Linked DNA regions of Sus scrofa: all the other regions are linked to region 4. Evidence: chromatin contacts called from public Hi-C and promoter capture Hi-C data. All regions are on one chromosome and are shown on one strand. Each heading gives the region's core, a stretch centred on a gene start, on an enhancer-like site or on the middle of the called end of the contact. The rest is flanking DNA. Distances are from core to core; before and after follow the strand shown.

Region 1 (4,583 bases), core at 1,957-4,456, 420 kb before region 4:
AGAAAAGAGAGGCTCAGGATTGCTGGGTGGGGTTCACGCCCTGGGCTTTCAGTTAGGGACGAGCCATATGTTTGCTCCAGGGCAACATCTGTCCACGTGACAAGGGCTGATATTGAGTGAGGTCTGCTTGGCACAGGAGAGGGTGGTCAGGATTTGGGGGTCAAGGAGCAGATTGAGATTCTGTGTCATGCTCAAGAGGTGACCTTGGGCTCATTCCCTCTGCGCCCCCAGGAAATGCCTCGATACCATGAGTTGCCCACCTTGGAAGAGCGGTCAGGGCCCCTGCTGCTTGGGGCCACAAGCGTGGGGTCCCCCATCCTGGTGCCCCCAGGGCCACCTGCTGCGGAGAGGGTTTCCCTGGATCTGGAGGACGAGGAGGAGGAGGAAGACTATCTGGACAAGATCAACCCCATCTATGATGCCCTGTCCTACTCCAGCCCCTCTGACTCCTACCAGGGCAAAGGGTTTGTCATGTCTCGGGCCATGTATGTGTAAACTGCCATGGCCCTGGCCTCTCGCCTCTCTTTTTTGATCCCTCAGCTTTCTGCCAGGGATGTAGGACTCCTTGACCTCTGGCCAGGCCACTGTCAGTTAACACACATGCATCTCATCTGAATTCTACTCCGGTGGCTCTGCTAAGACTTCTAATCCATGATCTCTGACCCAGAGAAATGGGCCATGACAATGGAAACACCTTGACTCTTGAGGGGCTGGGGAAGGTATGTTTCTGCACAACCTCTCACCCAAGGACCCCTAAGACTGTGACCTTAGATCATACCTCTCATGTCTCACCATCTCCAGATCCACCCCCCAAAAAAATCCCAAAGAAGACCCCAGATCGCTGATTTGTCCTCAGACGGTGACTCCCAGTAGGTCTGCTGGGGTGGGTGTTGGGGGCATCCTGCTGCTCAGACCTGAGCCCTCCAGGTGGCAGAGCTCCTCTCACCCAGTCCCCACCCTGCCCCCCAAAAGTGGAAGGGAGGGGAGTCCCCAGCTCAAAGCAGAACTTCCCCATCTCCTCCCTCCTGCAGGCAGGAGTCTCAGGGTACAGACCCTTCCCTGAGCCCCCACTACCCCATTTCCTATCTACAGGGAACTAAGCCCCAACTCAGGGCTACATGGGGTGAGCCTCATGCTGAGTGTGCCTTGCTGACCCCAGCCTTGGGAGAATTTGCTGTTACTTTGAAAACTACTGAGTCCCTTTACTCCTGTCCAGTGGGATTGGACCAAGCATCTCCCTGGATGGGAAAGTGGATCACCTGGGTTTGGGGATGTGATATTGTTTTGTAATAGAGCATTTCCTACAAGATACAAGTTTGTACTTTGACCAGGTCTCACCTAGTGTTTTTTTTGTGGGCTGTGAAGGGGATGGAGATGGAACAGGATGGGAAATGAATAGGGGGCTGAGGACTTGAGGGAATCAGTAGACCAGAAGTCAAGACAGGTTACAGACAAAAAGAAAAAGGACAAAAGATATGACAAAGATAATGGAGGGCCTAAAGAGCAAGAATGCATAAGCCAAAAACGTAGTGATGGGTAATGGAAGGAGAGGGGAAGGAGTCCAGGCATGGTGGTTAAGGAAAAGGAATCCTCAACAGTAATCTAATGAATAATAGACAGAAATAAAGGGAACAAAGGAGAAATAGCAGTAATTAAGTACGAGGGGCTTGGGCGTAATGAATAAACGGCAATAAAAACAGGCCAAAAGCAAAAGTATTAATGTTTTATTTCATTTATTTATTTATTTATTTATTTATTTATTTTCGTCTTTTTGCCTTTTCTTGAGCCGCTCCTGCGGCATATGGAGGTTCCCAGGCTAGGGGTCGAATCAGAGCTGTAGCCGCCGACCTAGACCACGGCCACAGCAACGCGGGATCCAAGCCTACACCACAGCTCACCACAACGCGGGATCCTTAACCCACTGAGAAAGACCAGGGATCGAACCTACAACCTCATGGTTCCTAGTCGGATTCGTTAACCACTGCGCCACGACGGGAACTCCAGTATTGTTTTAATAGGAGCTCAGGGCACGATGGGTAATAGATCCGAATGAATAAGCCAGGGACAGAGGGATGAATAATGGAGCTGATGTGTAATGGACCCAAAACTAGATGCTCAATTAAGGAAGAGCTAGAAGAATGAAGGGAATGAACGGGCATAAAGGGGCTAAAGGTAGTACAGGCAACCAAACTGAAATGAATGGGACGGAAGGCATGCTGGGTAATGGGACCTGAATGAATGGGCCAAAGATAGAAGCCGCAGCGACTTGGCCAGGGGTGGGAGGAGACCCAGAAGACATCATGGGTAACGAAAGGGGTGGGTCTACGGCAACTGTCCTGTTAAATAGGTAAGGGGCATTGTGGGTAACAAGAAACAGGACAGGGTTCATGTAACGGGTTAGAATTCTCCCGTGGCACTGTGGGAACGGCCAGCACTTCCGGCTTTCGGTCCGCGACTCAGGACTAGGGGGCCGCCCCTTTGCCGCGAAGCCTGGTGGGACGCGAGGCCTGACCTTGCTGCCTAGCAGCCTCTGCCGCGCAACCCACCTTTATCCATGTCCTTTGACCCCGGCACTTTAGCCAATGAACACACCAGATAGATTACGTCAATAGGGTAGGACCTTGTACCTGCCGGAGCCAATCAGGATGCGTCAAGGACCAAGGCCGACCAATAAACATGGCAACTTCGCCGCGGGGCGGAGTCGAAAGTGTGGGGGGGGTGACTTCTGGAAAGGGGCGGAGGCGATACGTCAAAAGGGCGTTGCAAAGCAAGCAGCACAGGCCAATGGCGGGCGAGCACCGGAACCCGCGGCATCGCGAACCAATCGGCGTGGGCTCTCCAAGCCAGTGGGAAGGACGGGGAGGTGTGCTTTGACCTGTCTGCGAGTGGGAACCAACAGAAAAGGACGTTCCAAGGAAGTGGGTGGAACTCTCATCCACGACACCAATAGTAAGGCCAGACCCTGAAGCCGGTGGGCGGACGCAAGGGCCCGTTAAACCAATGGACTGGGGGGGGCGGGGCGACGGTGGCGGCGGCGGCGGCAGCGGGTTCGGTTGCGCGTGGCGCACGGGGTGGGAGCGGAGCCCAGACCGGGAGGAGGCGCTGCCGCGGGTGAGAACCGGGGTTACGAGCAAGGGGGTGTTGGCTGGGGACAGGGCTTGGAGCCCGTGGGCCTTGACCTCTGCCCTCTGACCCTTCCCTTTGCAGGCGACCATGGGGAACGTCTTGGCCGCTAGTTCGCCGCCTGCAGGGCCGCCGCCGCCACCTGCGCCTCCCCTCGTGGGACTGCCTTCGCCTCCGCCCTCTCCTCCCGGCTTCACGCTGCCGCCGCTCGGGGGCGGCCTGGGCGCTGGGGCTGGTACAGGTCGAGGTTCCGAACGGACCCCTGGGACTGCGGCCGCTAACGCTGGAGGGACCGGGGATGATGGGGCCTGTGGCTGCCTGCCCAACCCGGGCACGTTCGAGGAGTGCCACCGGAAGTGCAAGGGTGAGGGGCTAGGGGCCCGGCGGGAGTGTGATGGCCCGGATCTCGGGGGGAGGGGGAGAACACTGAGGACCTTGGGAATTGGCACGGACCACTGGAATCATTGAACACAGCGTTAGGAGCTGATGTTGGAGTCGAATGGTGCAACGTTGAACTCGGGGCTTAGAACGATGGGATCAAATGGTGGAACCTTGGGATGGAATGCCAAGGCAGCAGAGAAAAGCTTTAGGGACCTCAGGAACCCCAGGAATCAGCCAAGCCAGCCTCATGTGATCGTGAGGGAAACTGAGGCCCAAGGTCACCGTGACAGCAAGGGGCAGTGGGGGTAGAAGCCAAGGCTTTTGGATCCCGATGTGGAATAGTTATGATGGAAGAGTGGTGGCCACATCCTGAGCACTGGCACTCAGTACGTGTTAACTCATGAAACCCTTGCAATAGTTCTATGCGGTGAATATCCTCAACTTCCAGTTGATAAAATTGACAGACTGAGATGAGTTGACGTGTCTCCTGTCACACTGGCAGTAAGTGGTGGCCCTGGGATTTGGATGTAGGCAAAGGCCTTGATCCTGAGCACATCAAAACACTAGGCTGTTTTGCCTCTGTATTGGTTGGGGTACTTTGCAATGTGTTGCTTGTGGGTACCTGGGGAATGGAGAGTGAGGATTCTAGGGAAGGAAGGCACCTGAGAAGAGGTGTGTGTGTGTGTGTGTGTGTGTGTGTGTGTGTGTGTGTGTGTGTGTGTGTTCGGAGTGTGACAACCAGCATTCTCTCTTTCTCAGAGCTGTTTCCTATTCAGATGGAAGGTGTCAAGCTCACAGTCAACAAAGGTTTGAGTAATCATTTCCAGGTGAGCCTTCCTGGGCCCCTCTTCCTCCAGGGGTCATCCCCCCCATCCCCCTGCATCTGCCCACACAGCCCTTTTATTGCAGCCTAAAGGTGTGGGCTCCTTGTTGCCAGACTAACCACTCCGTGGCGACCAGTGTAGAGTCTGGGGACCAAGAGTCCAGAAATAATGCACCTCACCCCCAACCAGCATCCAGGCAGGAATAAAGTGCCAGGCGTGTGCCCCAGCCCTGGCACATCCCTCCTCTAAGCTTCC
Region 2 (4,859 bases), core at 1,988-4,487, 320 kb after region 4:
GGAGCCCCTCGGGCGGGGGCGCCGGGAAACCTGGCAGGAGGCTGGATGGGTCTGGGGCGAAGGGCAGGTTGGTGGCGGTGGCGGCGGGCGGCGGCTGTGATGGCTGCTGCGCAGAAAGGGTGCCCAAGGCGTGGGCGTCCGGGAGAGCGGGGCTGGGGGCCACCGGGAGGGCTCCTTCGGGCACTGAGATGGCCGCGTCTGGTTTCAGGGGCAGGGCCAGGCTGGGGGCGGGCGGCAGGACCTGGGAGACCAGCATGCTGGTGGGGAAGGTGGCGGTGAGGATGATCTTGCCCTGCTGCACGGCCACACCTGTCACGATGGGGCTGCCGGACACCGGGTTGGCCAGCAGGAAGTTTCCTGTGGGGAGAGGAGATGGGCCAGGCGCAGAGGTGAAGGCTAAGCGGCTGGACGGCAGGCAGGGAGACAAGCCAGAGGCCAAAGGAGCCCCTTCGGGGTGAGGCCGAGTCTGTGACTTGAGCCTCACGGTACTACCTGGCACAAGAGGGTCGGGGACCCACCAGGGACGAGCTCCCCACTCTCCCCCCCACCCGACAGCACCATCCCTCCACAGTAACTCCTGCACCCCTGCACCCCCCCACCCAGCCACCGCAAGGGGGTACCTGGGGCAGTGGCTGAAGGCAGCTGCAGCGCAGTCACGCCCACCCCGGAGTTTATCAGGTGCACATTGGCAGGGCCCGCGGCAGCAGCCACCTTCACAGGGCTGCCTGGCCCAGCTGCCAACAGCTGCAACGGCCCCACAGCCTGGGGCAGGGTCACCACCTGCGAGGTGGGCACCACCTGGGGCAGGTTCAACAGGGGGGAGGTGGGGCCCAGGCCCGCGGGGTAGCCAGGAGGCGGGGAAAGTGGCACCACTTGTGGAGCGGCCACAGAAGTCACTGGTCCTGGGGGCAGAGGAAAGGTGGCGGCCGGTGGGGGCCCAGGCACCACTTGGGGCAGAGGTCCTGGGACCTCCTCTCCAGGCGGCCCTGAAGCAGCCACCTGGGCTCCCTTGGTCTCAGGGGCTTCAGGCTGAGCCTCCTCCAGTTGAACCTCCCCAGTCTGAGGGTCCAGGACCAGGGAGGTCTTGCCCTCGCTGGCCCCCTGGGGGCTGGGCTGCGGTGCAGGGGCGCCCCCGCCCCCGGTGAGCAGCAGGGGGCCCAGGCTGGAGGCCTCGCCCAGGGCCAGGCTGTTGATGATGACGGGGCTCCCATTAAGGAGCACTGCTGGAGAGCTGCCGGCGGCCAGGAAGCTCCCGTTCACCAGGATGGAGGAGGAGGCGGGACATGGTGTGGGAGGGGCAGCCCCAGCCAGGAATACGGAGCCCTGGGCGGGAGGCTCAGCAGCCCCTGGAGCCACCCCCCTCTCCAGGTCCTCGGGACTCCGGCTGGACTCGTCCTCAGTAGCGGGGTTCCCATCTGACTCGCTGGTGGGAGAAAGGATTGTGAGCTGTGTGGCCCAGCGCACTGTTCCCCGCTGGCCTGCCGGCAAACTGCTCTGCGGGAGCACACGCCCACCACGGCCCCCGCACCTTTCCCCAGCCCCAGTTTTGTGGACCACTTCAGGGGGTCATGAAACCTCCTCTCTGAGGCCACCCAGGGACCCCTGGGACGGAGCCTCTGCCAGCCTGGCATTGAAACCACTGCCTAGGGCTCAGGCTGGCCCTCCTCCCCCTGGCAGGGCCCCGGAGACTGAGCACCCAGGCTGCCTGAAATTCCCCGGGGTGGCCTGAAAGCAGCCAAGTGGCTTCGGCGAGAGCAAGGAGGTAGTGGCCGGCCCAGCTCCTGGTGCCCTCCCCCCGGGGCGCTGGAGGAGTGAGCGGCCGGCGCGCAGGGTGGGAGGGGAAGAGCTAGGGTTACAGGGAAACCGGAGCTGGGGAAGGTTCACGTTTCACAACAAAGACAGACGACCGACCACGCCGTTTGGGCCCTGAGGCGGGTGGGGGGCGGGAGGTGAGGCCGAGCAATGGTTAGGGAGCGCCTGGCAGCTTAGGGACCCGAACAGGCCCCTGTGCCCGGTAGGGTCGGCAAAGGCCCCTCCTCCTTTCCAGCAGCCGCGGGTTTTCTCGCTGCCTCCCCCGAGTCTAGCCGCGGACACAGATGGGATCTGGGACGGAGCCTAGAGCGGAGCAGAGGGAGGTGGTCTCCCAGCCTCCGCAGCAGGAGCACCGGTGTCGGAGCGAGGGCCGGGGCGCGTGCCCGTTGCATCTGCACAGATTCCCCGCGCTGGGCGGGCGCCTGAGGGTGTGTGCGGGGAGTGTCTGAGGAGTTCAGACAGCGGGCAAAGGGGAAGGGGACTGGTGGATGCCACGTCCCCAGGAAAGGAGGACTGGCGCGGACCGGGTCCCCTCACCTCTTGCCCGGCGCGCCGCCGCCGCCCCCGGTCCGGTCGCGCTGGCGTCGGTTCTTGAACCAGTTGCTGACCTGCGTGAGCGAGAGGCCGGTGAGCGTGGCCAGGCGGCGCTTCTCGTCCGGCGTGGGGTAGCGGTTGCCGCGGTAGCAGGCCTTGAGCGCGGCGCGGGAGCGCTCCTTGAAGCAGTAGACGGTCTCCTCGCCGTCCCAGATGGTCTTGGGCAGCGGGAATTTCTTGCGCAGACGGTACTTGTCCACCGCGCCCAGCGCGCGGCCGCGGGCCCGCTCGGCCTCGTGGTAGCGCGCGCGCAGGTAGAGGTCCTGCAGGAAGGCGTGGTGGGCGGCGGGGAAGGGGCGGCTCTCGAGCAGCCGGTAGAGCTCAGCGTACTCGCCCCGCTGGAAGGCCACAAGGGCCCGAGCGCGCAGCACCGGATCGCTGCCACGTAGGCGCTCCGCCGGGGGCAGTGCGCCCAGGAAGCGGCTCAAGCGGCCGGCGTGGCCCGCCTGTAGCAGCGCCTCGCACACGCACGCCACCTGCTCCGGCGAGAAGCGGAGGCCTGTGGGCGGCTCGGCAGCGGCCTCGCGGGGAGACCCGGGGACGCCCGGGGATCCAGGGTCCTCCGCTTTCACCGTCGCTTCGCCCGCCCCGGCCCCGGCCGCCGCCGCCGCCTCACCCTCGGCCGCCTGCAAAGTCTGCAGGAGCTGGCGCGCTTCCTCCTCCTCCTCTTCGGCCGCCGCCGCCGCCGCCACCGCCTCCCCCCCAGCCGCCGGCCCCGCGCTCGGCTCCGAAGGCAAGGTAGCCATGTTTTGCAACTTTGGGAAGTTCCTCCCTCCTTCTCCTCCTCCCTCGGGCTTTCCCCAGCCCCCTCCCCCGTCCGTCCCCTCTCCCCGCACCCCCCTTCGCGCTTCCCGATCTTCTCCCGCCGACCTCGCGTCTCCCCCCCGCCACCGATGCCAGGTCCAGCTCCTACTAGGGTCTCTGTCCCTGTGACTGTGTGTGTGCCCGTCCCCCTTCCCGACTGTCCGTGATTCTCCCTTTGTTTTCCCTCCGCCTCCCGCCGCGCTATTTGCCTCCCCCCGCGTGTGCCTCTGGCTCAGGGCCTCAGTTTCCCCATCGGGACAACGGAGAAGGTAACGGGCCGTCCGGGAGGGCTAAGGGCGCGAAGCCACCTCCGCCCTGAGACTGAGCTTCTGCATGCCTCCGTCTCCAGGGTCCTCAGAAGGCCCCCCTTACTCCCCATCTCGGCCAACGCTCCGCCCCTCGGAATTCCCGGCTCCGCAGGGGGGCGGGTCTGGCTGGGAGAAGGGGCGGGGAAAACGGGCTAGAAAGTTTGCAGCAACTTTTCTTGAGCTTAGGTCCCTGGAACGGATGCGCGTGGCCCGCGCAGGCGCAGTGGCAGGAGGATGGCCGCACGCGCCGCCCGCCCAGCCCCCTTCTTCGCGGCGGTCTAGTGGCACAGCTGGGCCACAGCTGGACAAGGGGCGGTGCCGTCGAGTGGCCCGCTCGTCTTCTTCTATTGGCCGGAGGTCGAAGCCACACCCTCATCCCTACCCCCACCCCTGATTCGTCCGCTTCGTCTCCCGCTAGCTTCCTGCCAGGCCATTGGCCGCCTCCACTCGCCTGGCCGGATTGGCCCACTGAGTAGCCTCCTGCCCTCCTTGCAAACAGAGCCGGCACGAAGTTCGAGCATTCTGGGCAGACGAAAGGGCCTTTTATTTGCGAGGATCGGGGGTGGGGTCCTAGGTGGGGAAAGACAATAAATACCGAGGAATGTCGGGGTCTCAGTGCATCCAAAACGTGGATTAGGGTGCCGGGATCCTGGAGCCTGTCAGCGGGTTGGAGGACAGGTCAATAAATACCCACACTGCTGAGGCGGGCGGAGCCGGCTGTGGCTCCGAGAGCAACGCACGTGAGGAGGAAGGCACGAAAGTCCCCGAAAAAGCGGGGCTGTCAAAAGCAAAAGGTTCTCCAGAGAGCAGGCGGAGCTCGCGCTAGACGTTCGCCGCGTAGAGAGCTTTCCTGGGAGGGCAGGGCCTCATGCACACAGAGGATTTGTGGTTTGCGAGCCGATGTGGGTGGGGGTGCCTGGAAGGTGAAAAATAGTTGCTTGAACCCTGGCCCTGCTGCCTTCTCTAGGTCGCAGTTTGCCCACCCCCGTCGGGGGGCCTCAGCCAGGCCGGAGGAAGAGAGAGGTCCGCGATCCCCTCAGCAGCAGCAGCTTTCCAGGCTACAAGTCTCGCTTGAGCCGCGGCCCCCACTCCTCCCTCCCCGGCCGCCAGGGGGCGGGCCCGGATCACAGGGCTAGAGCTGGGGCGGAGACCCACGCTCGGAGTGCTGTGAACCGGAGGCGGTGGGAGTGGCTTCTGGGCGGTACCCGGGTCACCCAACTCTCCAGCAGAGCCCGAGCGGAGGACGGGCTCGGGTTCTACGGTTCAGGCGGCGAAGGTGGCTCCCGGGCGGGGTCAGACTGCGGCGAGATGGCCGGCGCAGGCCACCAACCCAGTGCAGCC
Region 3 (4,768 bases), core at 880-3,379, 460 kb before region 4:
ACATTTATTAAAGGAGGTCCTGTCGTGGCTCCGTGGTTAACAAACTTGACTAGCGTCCATAAGGTCGCGGTTTTATCCCTGGCCTCGCTCAGTCCGGCGTTGCCGTGAGCTCTGGTGCAGATCGCAGCCCGGCTTGGACCTGGCATTGCTGTGGCTGTGGCATAGGCCAGCGACTACAGCTCCGATTGGACCCCTAGCCTGGGAATCTCCATGTGTTGCGGGTGCGGCCTTAAAAAGACAAAAAGGAAAAAGAAAAAAAAGTATTATTACCAAGATGTGAATGCCCATCAGAAACAGTCTCCACGACTTAAGATCTTGCCCATCTGGGGAAGAAAGCTCAGGTGTGCAGCAGGTGGAAAGGATGGCAAGTTCGGAGGGGGACGTTCCTTTTGGTAAAGCAAGAAGTTCCCAGGCATCTGCCCCCAGCTGATCAGTTTTCATTCAGATGAACAGGAACCGAAGGATTTCAGGAGCTCAGTGGCATCCCCTCCCTCTGGCCTCCTGCTTCCCCCCCTCACCCCTACACGCTGGGTGGCCTCACCAGCTCCCCGCCACCTCCGCAGCCCAAAGAATGTGAAGAGGTAGGTGGGGGTGGGGAGAAGCGGGAGCCTCTGAGGAGAGACAAAGGGGCCGAGTCAGAGCGAGAGACAACAAAGACGCAAGGAGGCTGGAAAGATAAGAGAAGTGGGACAAGGACGCGGGGAGGGACCAACGGTGTCTGGAGGCCCTAGCCGGGCGGCAGGGCCAGCGGAATGCGGGGGGCTGGTCTGTGCTGCCCCCTGGCGGGCGGCCGCGGAAAGGAACTGGTGAGGACCAGACACCCGAGAGGACTGGGGGATGCGGAGAGGGAAGGGAGGTTAAGAGAGACGCAGAGAGAAACAAGAGACACGGAAAGAGACACCGAAACACCCATTGAGACATAAGGACAGAGACAGACACAGAAAGAGGCAGAGAGACACAGATAGGAACACATAGAGGAAGACAGAGACCCAGAGACGCAGACAGAGACAAAGGGATGGAAAAGAGACAAGGATCAAGTGACACAGAAACAGCAATAGAAAGACACCAGAAAGAAAGAGACCAGCTACACAAAGTGACAGCGAAACGTGAAGACTGAAAAACCCAGAGATAGAGAAACAGGGACGGAAAAAGAAAGGCAAAAAATAGACACAAAGAGACACTAAAAGAGAAATTTAAAAAGAAACGATGCAGCGACTCCTAGAGTCCCAAGCAGAGATTAGAAAGCGACGAGGACAGGCTGAGATGCGCACAGATACGAACGACAGTAGGCACGGGGTGAGAACTAGGGAATTCGAGAGGCAGGGAAGGGGGTGGGGACTCTGCGTGGGGGCGGGGTTCCAGGGGGGCGGGCCTATGAGAACCCACGCTCCTCACGCAGGTGTGACGAGAAGGCAGGGACTAAAACTGAAGGGGACGGGTTAGTCTTTGGGGCGGGGCCGAGGCCAGGACTGAGCTCCCGAGAAGGGGCGGAGAACGGGTGGGCGGGGTGCACCGCGAAAGGCGGAGCCTCACGGGGGCGGAGACAGCCGAAAGCTCCGACGCGTGCGTGACTACAGCGCCCCTTAGACAGGGGGCGGGGCACGAGGGCAACCTTGAGTAAAGGGGCGTGGCAATAACGCTAGGGGGCGGAGCTTGAACGCTGGGAGAGGGCAAAGATAGAATTCTGGGGCAAGGAGGCTGTGATCAAAGAACCCTGGGAAGGGCGAACTTGGAATCCTGGGGAGGAGCAGGAAGGGGAGGGAGAGGAATGCTGGGGGCGGGGCGGGCGTTGAATCCTGGGGAGGCGCGGACAGGGCCTCCCAGGAGGGGGCGGGTCAGAACAGCATGAGGGGGCGTGGCCGGAGCCTGGGATCGGGTCGGCTCTTGGGGGGAGGAAAGGGGTGGATCCTGTGACGTCAGCGAGTCCGAAGCCAGAAAGAAGCTAGGAACCGGGGGGCAACGAGCTGGAAGAGCCAGGCAGCGAGAGCCAAGCCGGGAGAAGAGAGCGCGGCAGGAACCGGCCGGGAGCCAGAGCCACCCAGGCACCTGGTCGTCCTCTCAACCGATTGGCGCTCGCAGAGTGGCCCTCAGGCCCCCGCCCGGTCCCGGTCCCCCTCCCCGGGCCCCCCATGGCCCGGGCCGCAGCCCTCCCGCCGTCAAGATTGTCGCCGCCGACGCTGCCGCTACTGCCGTTGCTGCTACTACTGCTCCGGGAAACCCGTGAGAAACCGCAGACGCCTCCCTGGCGCGCGCGAACCCCTCCCCTTCCCCACCCCAGCAGAGGGTCGAGATGATGAATCGAGACCCCCCCCCCCAATCTTTCCTTCTCCTGGAGTTGGGAGTCTGAGGCCTGGGGAGAATTGAGGGCAGGGAGCCAGATGCCGAGGTCCTCGAGAGGGGCGGGGAACTAGCACTTTGGGCCTCTTGGAGGGCCAAGAATGACAATTCGGGCGACCTGGGGAAGGGCCTGAGGGCTCCAATCCCGGGCCTCAGGATTCCCGAGGCTCTGACTCCCGGGCCCCAGAAAACCAGGGACTGGGGCTGACTCCTGGGCCTCAGAAAAATTAGAGGGTGAGAGCTCTGTCTCTTGGGTGCCAGGTAGTGTGAAGGCTAGGGGCTACGGACGCCGGGGTCCTGGTAGAGTTGAGGGCAGGAAGGGCTCAAACTTAGGAGTTCCGTGTGGTGAGCCGAGGGCTCTGTCTGCTCGGTGCCAGACAGAATTGGGAGAAGGGGAGGGCAAACGCCCTGTCTCCTGGGCTCCAGATTTAATTGTGGGGCATTGGAATGTCTCGTGAGATGCAGATACACATGTGGGCAGGAATCCCGACTCGGGTACTAGATAAAATGCAGGGCCTGAGGCCCTGCCTGGAAACTGGAGGCTCGGTGGGCTGTGTTTCAGGTAGACTAAGGAGGCCGAGTCCCGCCGGCCGGGACCCTTCCCGTTCCTTGTGAGCCGTCGGCGGGGAGGCCCCTAGGGAAGTTTTCCGGGTTTCACTTTGGGCGAGCCGGGCCGGGCCGGGCGGGGCCGGGCCGGGCCGGGCGGGGGCTCTCCTGGCTCCCGGTTCCAGACTCCCGGTTTCGGGACCTTATCTTTCCTGTAGTCGTGCCTTTGTCCTCGGAGCCGCTGCGGGGGGTGGACGGGAGGAGACGCCGCCCTAATCCCCCCTCTCTCTCCCTCCGCTCTAGCCCCCTCCTGTTCCCTCCACCTCCCAGAGGGGAGGGGCGCAGACCTAGGAGAGGGAGGGGCTGGGAGGAAACAGGTGAAGGAGGCTCCGGCCCCGCCCCTTGCAGGTGACTGGGCTGTTTATTCCCAGCTAGAAACTTAGTGTACTGGAGTTTCCCAAAGGTTTACCAGAAAGTGCGGAGGCAACTTGGGGAAGTTCTGGTCTTGCCTCTGGTCTTTTTTCCCAGCAGGTCTCTGAACTGTCTCCCAGATTCCACCTGGAGTCAGGGACTGCCGCTTCCATCACCTGCCTCTCCCTCTTGTGTGGGAGATAGGGAGATAAAGTCAGACCCCGCCACCTCTAGGAGAATGCTCAGAATCCACCCCTCCCCCCTTGCACCCGGTGGGGACTCGGTGCGTGGTCTTGTGGAAGGCGCCGGATCACCCCCAGGAGACAGGTTCAGTTCCTGTTCCCATTTTGCAGAGGAGGGAACAGAGTCTTAGAAAGGGCAAACCGCTTTCCCAGGATCCACAGCCACCTGCAGACTTGAGAGCCTTTCCCAGGATCCTCCAGACCCAGGAGGACCCAGCCTTCAGATGGCAGAGACACAGAAGAGACTTTGAGAACAGCACCACTCCCCCCGCCCCCCTCCTCCCGAGGGCTTCAGCAAGCGGCCCTGAGCCTCCATTTCCTCCTTAGCACAGCAGATATCATAGTTCTTTCCTGCAAGGCCATTGGGAGGATTTAGGGGTGGCACTTGATGGGGAGGTCTTCCCCTTTCCTGACCCTCCATCCTAGTGCTTTTGCTCTCTGCTCTCTCTCCCCTCCCTTTCTCCCTCCCTCTCCTCTCTCTCCCTCTGCTCCTTCCCTCACTCCCCCCCTTCTTCCTCTCTCTGTCTCTCACCCTCTCCCTCTCAGCTCCTCTGGCTCTCTAATCTCTCTCCAAGCTCTTTCTCTCCTCCTTTCTCGCCCTCACTGTCTCCTTTCCATCCGTCTCTGTCTCCCTGTCCCCAGCGCCTCCGCCTGCCCCCTCCTTGGCCCCCAGGAATGAGGGGGCACCACCTGGGCTTCTTACTGGGCCAGCTCCCCTCCCCAGTCCTCCCAGCTTTCACTGCTCATCCCTGTCAGCCAGGCAGCCCCATGGTAGTGGAGGGGGATGGAAGGAGAGGGGACCGCTGCCTGCTGTCTCTTCTTGTTAGGGAAGGAGGACTGGACTGGGGAGAACCGGGGGAACGGGGGGGGGGGTGTCTGCTCGCATCCTGGGGAGCGGGGTTGGGAGGAGAAGGGGGAGAAGGATACAGGGAGAGGCTAGAGCTACAGGGATGGGGGCAGAAGCCAAAAGAGGGAGGACGTCAGAAAAAATTTGGAGTCGTGGTCAGAGACACAGGAATGGAACCGAGGGATGGAATGACATACAGCTACAGGGATGGGTTGGAGAGACACTAGGATGGGACAGAGAAAGGCAGGGGGAAAGGAGCTGGATGGCTATCAGGATGAAGACAGGAACAGCATAAATAGAGAGCCGAGGATTTGGTGAAAGTTGGGGAGCCCAAAGAACCCCAGCCGTCAGTGATGGTGAGGCCATGACCCAGGGAGGTCAGGGC
Region 4 (4,678 bases), core at 638-3,137:
CCTCTCAGAATCCAACCCCACCTTCTGGAATTCCGCCCTGGGTTCCAGAATGCCCTTTACAAACCCCAGATATGTCCCACCTTCGTGGGGCAATGGGGGGGCTCCGCTCCCGCCAGGGGGCGCCCTGGGGCGGAGCTCCCTCCTCTGGTTAGGCAGGTTTGACGCCCCGGTTAATGACATGTTGGGGATCACGCAGGGGCACAGAGGAGATTGGAGACCTGCCCTGTTCCCTACCACCCCCCCAGTCCCCACCCCCTCGGCTCCCACCCCAGAGCCAGAAAGTGGGGGGAACACCAGGAACACAGCCTCCAGAATGTGTTTGCTCTGCTTCATTTCAGGAACCAGGGTTCCACCCTTCCCACCCCATCCCTAATTCTGCTCGGGGACCTTGAAGACTGGGTAGAGACGGCAACTGACAGGTGGCAGGGATGGCCGCCCATTCCAGAGCTCCAGCAGTCTGAACCTCCCATTTCTGCCCAAGAGCTCCGATACCCCACTTCTACTTAAGGACTCAGGCTTCTGAGAGCCCTCAGTTGGAACGTCTCCCCTGGAATAAGGCGTCCAAACCCTCCATTCTAAGAACTCAGGCATCCAAGCCCCTTTGCCTTCTGCCCAGTAAATCAGGCATTTGAGTTCTATCCTTCTAAAGTCCCTGGTATCTGCGCACCCCTAATTCCGCCCTGGGACCCGGGGTCCGAGTTTCCTCCCAATCCTCCCAGGGACGCGAGTGTCGGGCTCCTCCAGAGCTGCTGAAGCCCAATGGGGTGTAACTCACGGATCCGGGGCAGATCTTGGCACTGGGGGGCTTCCTCCGGCTCCGGCTCCGGCTGTGGGGAGCGGAGGACGGGGCGGGGCAGGCGCCGGGAACAGGTTAGACGACGTGACTCCGACGGGAGGGAGGCGGGTCCCGGAGGGGATGGGGAGAGGGAGTCGCCTTGAGCACCTTGGGACTTGTAGTCCCAGAGGGGGAGGACGTAGACGGGGACGTTCCTTTTTGGATTCACCCAAAGTCCATTTCACAGGCGGGAAGGGGGAGGTCCAAAGGCCGAGGGCCACCAGGTTATGTAGATAGAGTCCAGACTCCTACCTCGCTGTGGCTGCAGGAGATGGACACTTGAGTTTCTGCCTCACTCCTCCAGGCTGTTTCCTGCTTGAATGAAGTTTCGGATGCCACCAAGGAGGCAGAAGGCTATAGAGGCTGGTGGAGACTCACATACCACACCCCAAGGCGAGAATAGGGCCTCGTTAAAATCCCTATCCCCTCGGGTCCTGAGCGTCAATCTCCCCGTCGGTAAAAAGAGTGGTTTGGATCTTTACTGAATTTCCTAGCAACAGAGCCCAAAGTCGGAGGCTGGGACTACAATTCCCAGCAGCTTCCGCGACCAACACCGGGCGCCTACAGCCTCGCGTCCTCTGGGAACTGTAGTTCAGGAGCCCACTGGGGCGGCGTCCCGGTGTCTCGCCCACGCGAGAGAACTGTCTGGCAATCCCCCGAGAAGGCAGCGCGGCTTCTTCTTTCCCCTACTCTCCTTTCGCTCTGGGAAGCCGCTGGCACCCTAACAAGGTGGGCGCCCCAATTCTAAACAGGATCCGAAATCTCGGCAGAGGGGGTGGGAATCAGCTCTGACACACCGGTCAGGAATGCTGTCGGGTCACCGTATCTAGCCATGGTCCCACGGCTCCGCCCATCGTCCCAGGCGCTGCGGTTCCTGTGATAAGGAGTGTGGACGCGTCCCCCAAATCTGAGTCCACGTGCCGCTGTTTACACGCGCCCCGGGGCCAGGAAGGGGCGCTGGTCAGGACACGTACTCCCTCTCCCTTCCTCAAAGCCTTTGGGAATGTCTCTCACACACGAGACTAAACCCTCGAGGGCATCTGCCTGTCTCTTTTGGTCCACAACCCCACCCCTTAGTCGCACCGCCCCACGCGTGTCCAGCTTTGGAGTCCGGAGGCTCTGCCCCGGGACCCACAGGCTCCTCCCCCTACGTTTCCCGCTCCCTCCGAGCCCAGAAGCTCCGCCCCTGTCTGGTACCTAAAGCCCATGGGAGGAATTACCGCATTACACCATTTCCCCCTATCTCCCATTCAAGTTCTGAACTTCCGAGGTATCTGGGCTTTCCTCGAAGGAATTGTAACTCTGAGGACAGAGTCCTGCCGACCTAGACGCTTACCTGTCTCTTCAGAATTTCAGACCAATCGATCTTCCTGTCTCTTTAAGAGTTAGGGCTTCTCAATGTGGCTGCCCCTTTAAGACGACGTTAGAGCAATTCATGGCTGAGAGACTAGGAGGACGCCCTCCGGGACCTGGCAATGCTCTAACTCCCGTCCAACAGCGAATCAGCTGTTTTTGGAGCGGAATTTCGGTAAAAGACGTTTTCTCGCTTGTCTGCTATGCACAAGTGGAAATTTCCCGCAGTTTTGCTTATAGAGCGAGAAGGGCTCCGAGCGACACCTCCCGCGTTCCTGTGCCACATGGACGCTCCCAGATAAGGTCCCACCCCCCTCGGTTCCACGTGGTCGGCGGCGGGGCCTGAGTGACTCTGGATGCTAGGTCTACGTGAGGCGTGGGTTCCGGGATGGCGGCGGTCCCGTCCAGTGGTGAGTTGCTTCTTGGCGGGCCGAGAGGTCAGAGTTGGCTGGCGGGAGGAAAAAGGGGCGCCCTTGAGTCTTCGGACGGAAAAAGGGACATCCTCGGAGACAGGACCTGCGGAGAATATACCCCTCAGGGGATGGTGGGCGCGGGGAAATTTAGATAAAGGGAGGGTATCTTTGCGGGGGTGGGGGGAATAATACCGGTGGCGAGAACTAGGGTTAGGTCGGTGGAAATAGGGGAACCTCTGAGGTGAGCGGATTGGGGAGCTCAAGAAGTTGAAAATGATTGACCCATAGGCGCCCTGGAATTTGGGACCGACAGTTGCGTGTCAACACACCCCCTCCCCCCGTTTCCCCTTATGCAGATGCTGCTCGGTTTTCTTGTCCCCCCAATTTTATTGCGACGCCCCTAGCCTCAGAGCATACTCGTTTCTCTTTGGAGGCGTTGACGGGCCCTGATACAGAACTGTGGCTTATCCAGGCTCCTGCGGACTTCACCCCGGACTGGTAAGAGGTCCTGTGCCACCTCCCGGCAATCCTCCCCGCCCCAGTGGCTGAAGTTGGGGGGAAACTTAGAAGGGCTTTCCTGGGGCACCTAGAAATGTTGCTTCTGCGCACCTGTCTCCCCAAAAGAATCTGATCAAGCTTCTGCCCTCCCTCTTTCTCCCTTCAGCCTCAATGGGCGGCTCGTGCCTCTCTCTGGCTCCCAGGTTGTGAAAGGCAAGTTGGCAGGCAAGCGGCACCGCTACCGGGTCCTCAGCAGCAATGGCTCCCAGGCTGGAGAAGCAACCCTGCTGGCCCCTTCAGCAGAGGTGGGAGGGGGACTCACCTGTGCCCCTTCCCCACAGGGCAGCCTAAGGATCTTTGAGGGTCCCCAGGAGTCTTTAACAGGGACCCTGCTGCAGCCCATTCCAGCAAGTCCCCCACCACAGATTCCCCCTGGCCTCAGGCCTCGGTTCTGTGCCTTTGGAGGCAGCTCTCCAGTCACTGGGCTTGGGTCGGTCTTGGCGTCAGGGAAGAGGAAAAAGAAGAGACATATTCCAGAGGCCTCATTTCCTCAGGAGGCCCTGCCTGAGCATGGAGCCCTGGAGGTGGACACAGCTTTGGGGTCCCCAGAAATGGATGTGGGGAAGAAGAAGAAAAAGCAGCAGCTGCATGAACTGGAGAGGAGAGACTCACTGGCAACAGAGCCTGCTGCTGAGATGTCGGAGCCTCTGGGAATGCTGTTTCCATCCACCACCAAGAAGAGGAAAAAGAAGCCCAAAGACGTAGAAGTGGGGATGCTGGAGTCAGAAGAAAAGATGGTGGAGCCAGACCTTGTGGTGAAAACTGAGCCTCTGGATGAGGCAGTCTTATCCCCCACCAAAAAGAGGAGGAGGAGGCAGCAGGAGACCGAAGGGATGGAGCCGGTGGAGGGGATGATAGTCGAGTCTCAGCTGCAGGTGAAGATGGAGCCGCAGGAGGAAGCCATCCCACTGCCATCCTCAAAGAAGAAGAAAAAAGAAAAGGGGTACAAAGTGATGAGGGAGCCAGGGACTGAGGCTCTAGAGCCAGAGACGAAACCTCTGGAGGTCCCAGGGGAGATGCTGGAGCCTGAACTTCTTGCGCCTCAGGCTGAGGCCACTCTGGCATGCACCAAAAAGAGAAGGAAGAAAGAAAAGCGGCAAGATGCGATGATGGAGCCAGCGACAGAGGTGGTGGAACCAAAGGAAGAGGCGGTGGAACCAAAGGAAGAGGTGGTGGAGCCCGAGCTGCCAGGTGCTGTTGAACCTCAGGCGGATCTAACATCTGCCAAAAAGAAGAAGAAGAAGAAAGAAAGAGAGCGCAGAATGACAGAGCCGGGGACTGAGATGATTACCCCACATGGGGAGATGATGGAGGCTGAGCTGCCAGTTGAGGGGGAGCCTGAGGCCAGGCCAGATCCAGCATCCACCAAGAAGAGGAAAAAGCGGGGCCAGGAAAGCCGGGTGCTGGAGACAGCATCCCAAAGCTGCTGCTGAATCCAGAGTCACAGGACAGGGGAGGAAGCAGTGTAGTCTCCGCCCGTAGGTGACACCTGGGCCATCAGAAGGTGAGTGCAGAGAAG

The links. Promoter capture Hi-C pulls out the DNA fragments that hold promoters and counts their contacts. A called contact is a pair of places that touch in the nucleus more often than the background predicts.
Region 1: a promoter capture Hi-C map of fetal liver shows a contact between it and region 4, with 2.4 times the contacts expected there. The contact joins the promoter of TOMM40 here to the promoter of CD3EAP in region 4. A contact is called at or near these places in 1 of 5 promoter capture datasets (fetal liver) and 1 of 2 datasets of contacts at active chromatin or transcription factors (alveolar macrophages).
Region 2: a Hi-C map of liver shows a contact between it and region 4, with 4 times the contacts expected there. The contact joins the promoter of SIX5 here to the promoter of CD3EAP in region 4. A contact is called at or near these places in 2 of 47 Hi-C or Micro-C datasets (heart right ventricle and liver).
Region 3: a Hi-C map of heart right ventricle shows a contact between it and region 4, with 4 times the contacts expected there. The contact joins the promoter of NECTIN2 here to the promoter of CD3EAP in region 4. A contact is called at or near these places in 1 of 5 promoter capture datasets (fetal liver) and 1 of 47 Hi-C or Micro-C datasets (heart right ventricle).

The regions. Positions count from the first base shown.
Region 1 is chr6:51,356,950-51,361,532 of Sscrofa11.1, forward strand. It overlaps TOMM40 (translocase of outer mitochondrial membrane 40), which reads left to right and starts at 3,207. Exons shown (of 9, transcript NM_001315748.1): 1 at 3,207-3,487; 2 at 4,264-4,331. The coding sequence starts at 3,214. It also overlaps a transcript of NECTIN2 not described here.
Region 2 is chr6:52,096,221-52,101,079 of Sscrofa11.1, forward strand. SIX5 (homeobox protein SIX5) reads right to left here and starts at 3,238. Exons shown (of 3, transcript XM_021094581.1): 1 at 2,350-3,238; 2 at 621-1,423; 3 at 1-357. The coding sequence starts at 3,152. It overlaps DMPK (myotonin-protein kinase), which reads right to left. Exons shown (of 14, transcript XR_002344695.1): 14 at 4,039-4,859. It overlaps LOC110261013 (a long non-coding RNA gene), which reads left to right and starts at 2,350. Exons shown (of 2, transcript XR_002344697.1): 1 at 2,350-3,144; 2 at 3,447-4,127.
Region 3 is chr6:51,315,528-51,320,295 of Sscrofa11.1, forward strand. It overlaps NECTIN2 (nectin cell adhesion molecule 2), which reads left to right and starts at 2,130. Exons shown (of 6, transcript NM_001097494.1): 1 at 2,130-2,220. The coding sequence starts at 2,130.
Region 4 is chr6:51,778,822-51,783,499 of Sscrofa11.1, forward strand. CD3EAP (DNA-directed RNA polymerase I subunit RPA34) reads left to right here and starts at 1,888. Exons shown (of 3, transcript XM_013991968.2): 1 at 1,888-2,598; 2 at 2,958-3,099; 3 at 3,266-4,678. The coding sequence starts at 2,577. The coding sequence ends at 4,592. PPP1R13L (relA-associated inhibitor) reads right to left here and starts at 1,081. Exons shown (of 15, transcript XM_021094555.1): 1 at 776-1,081.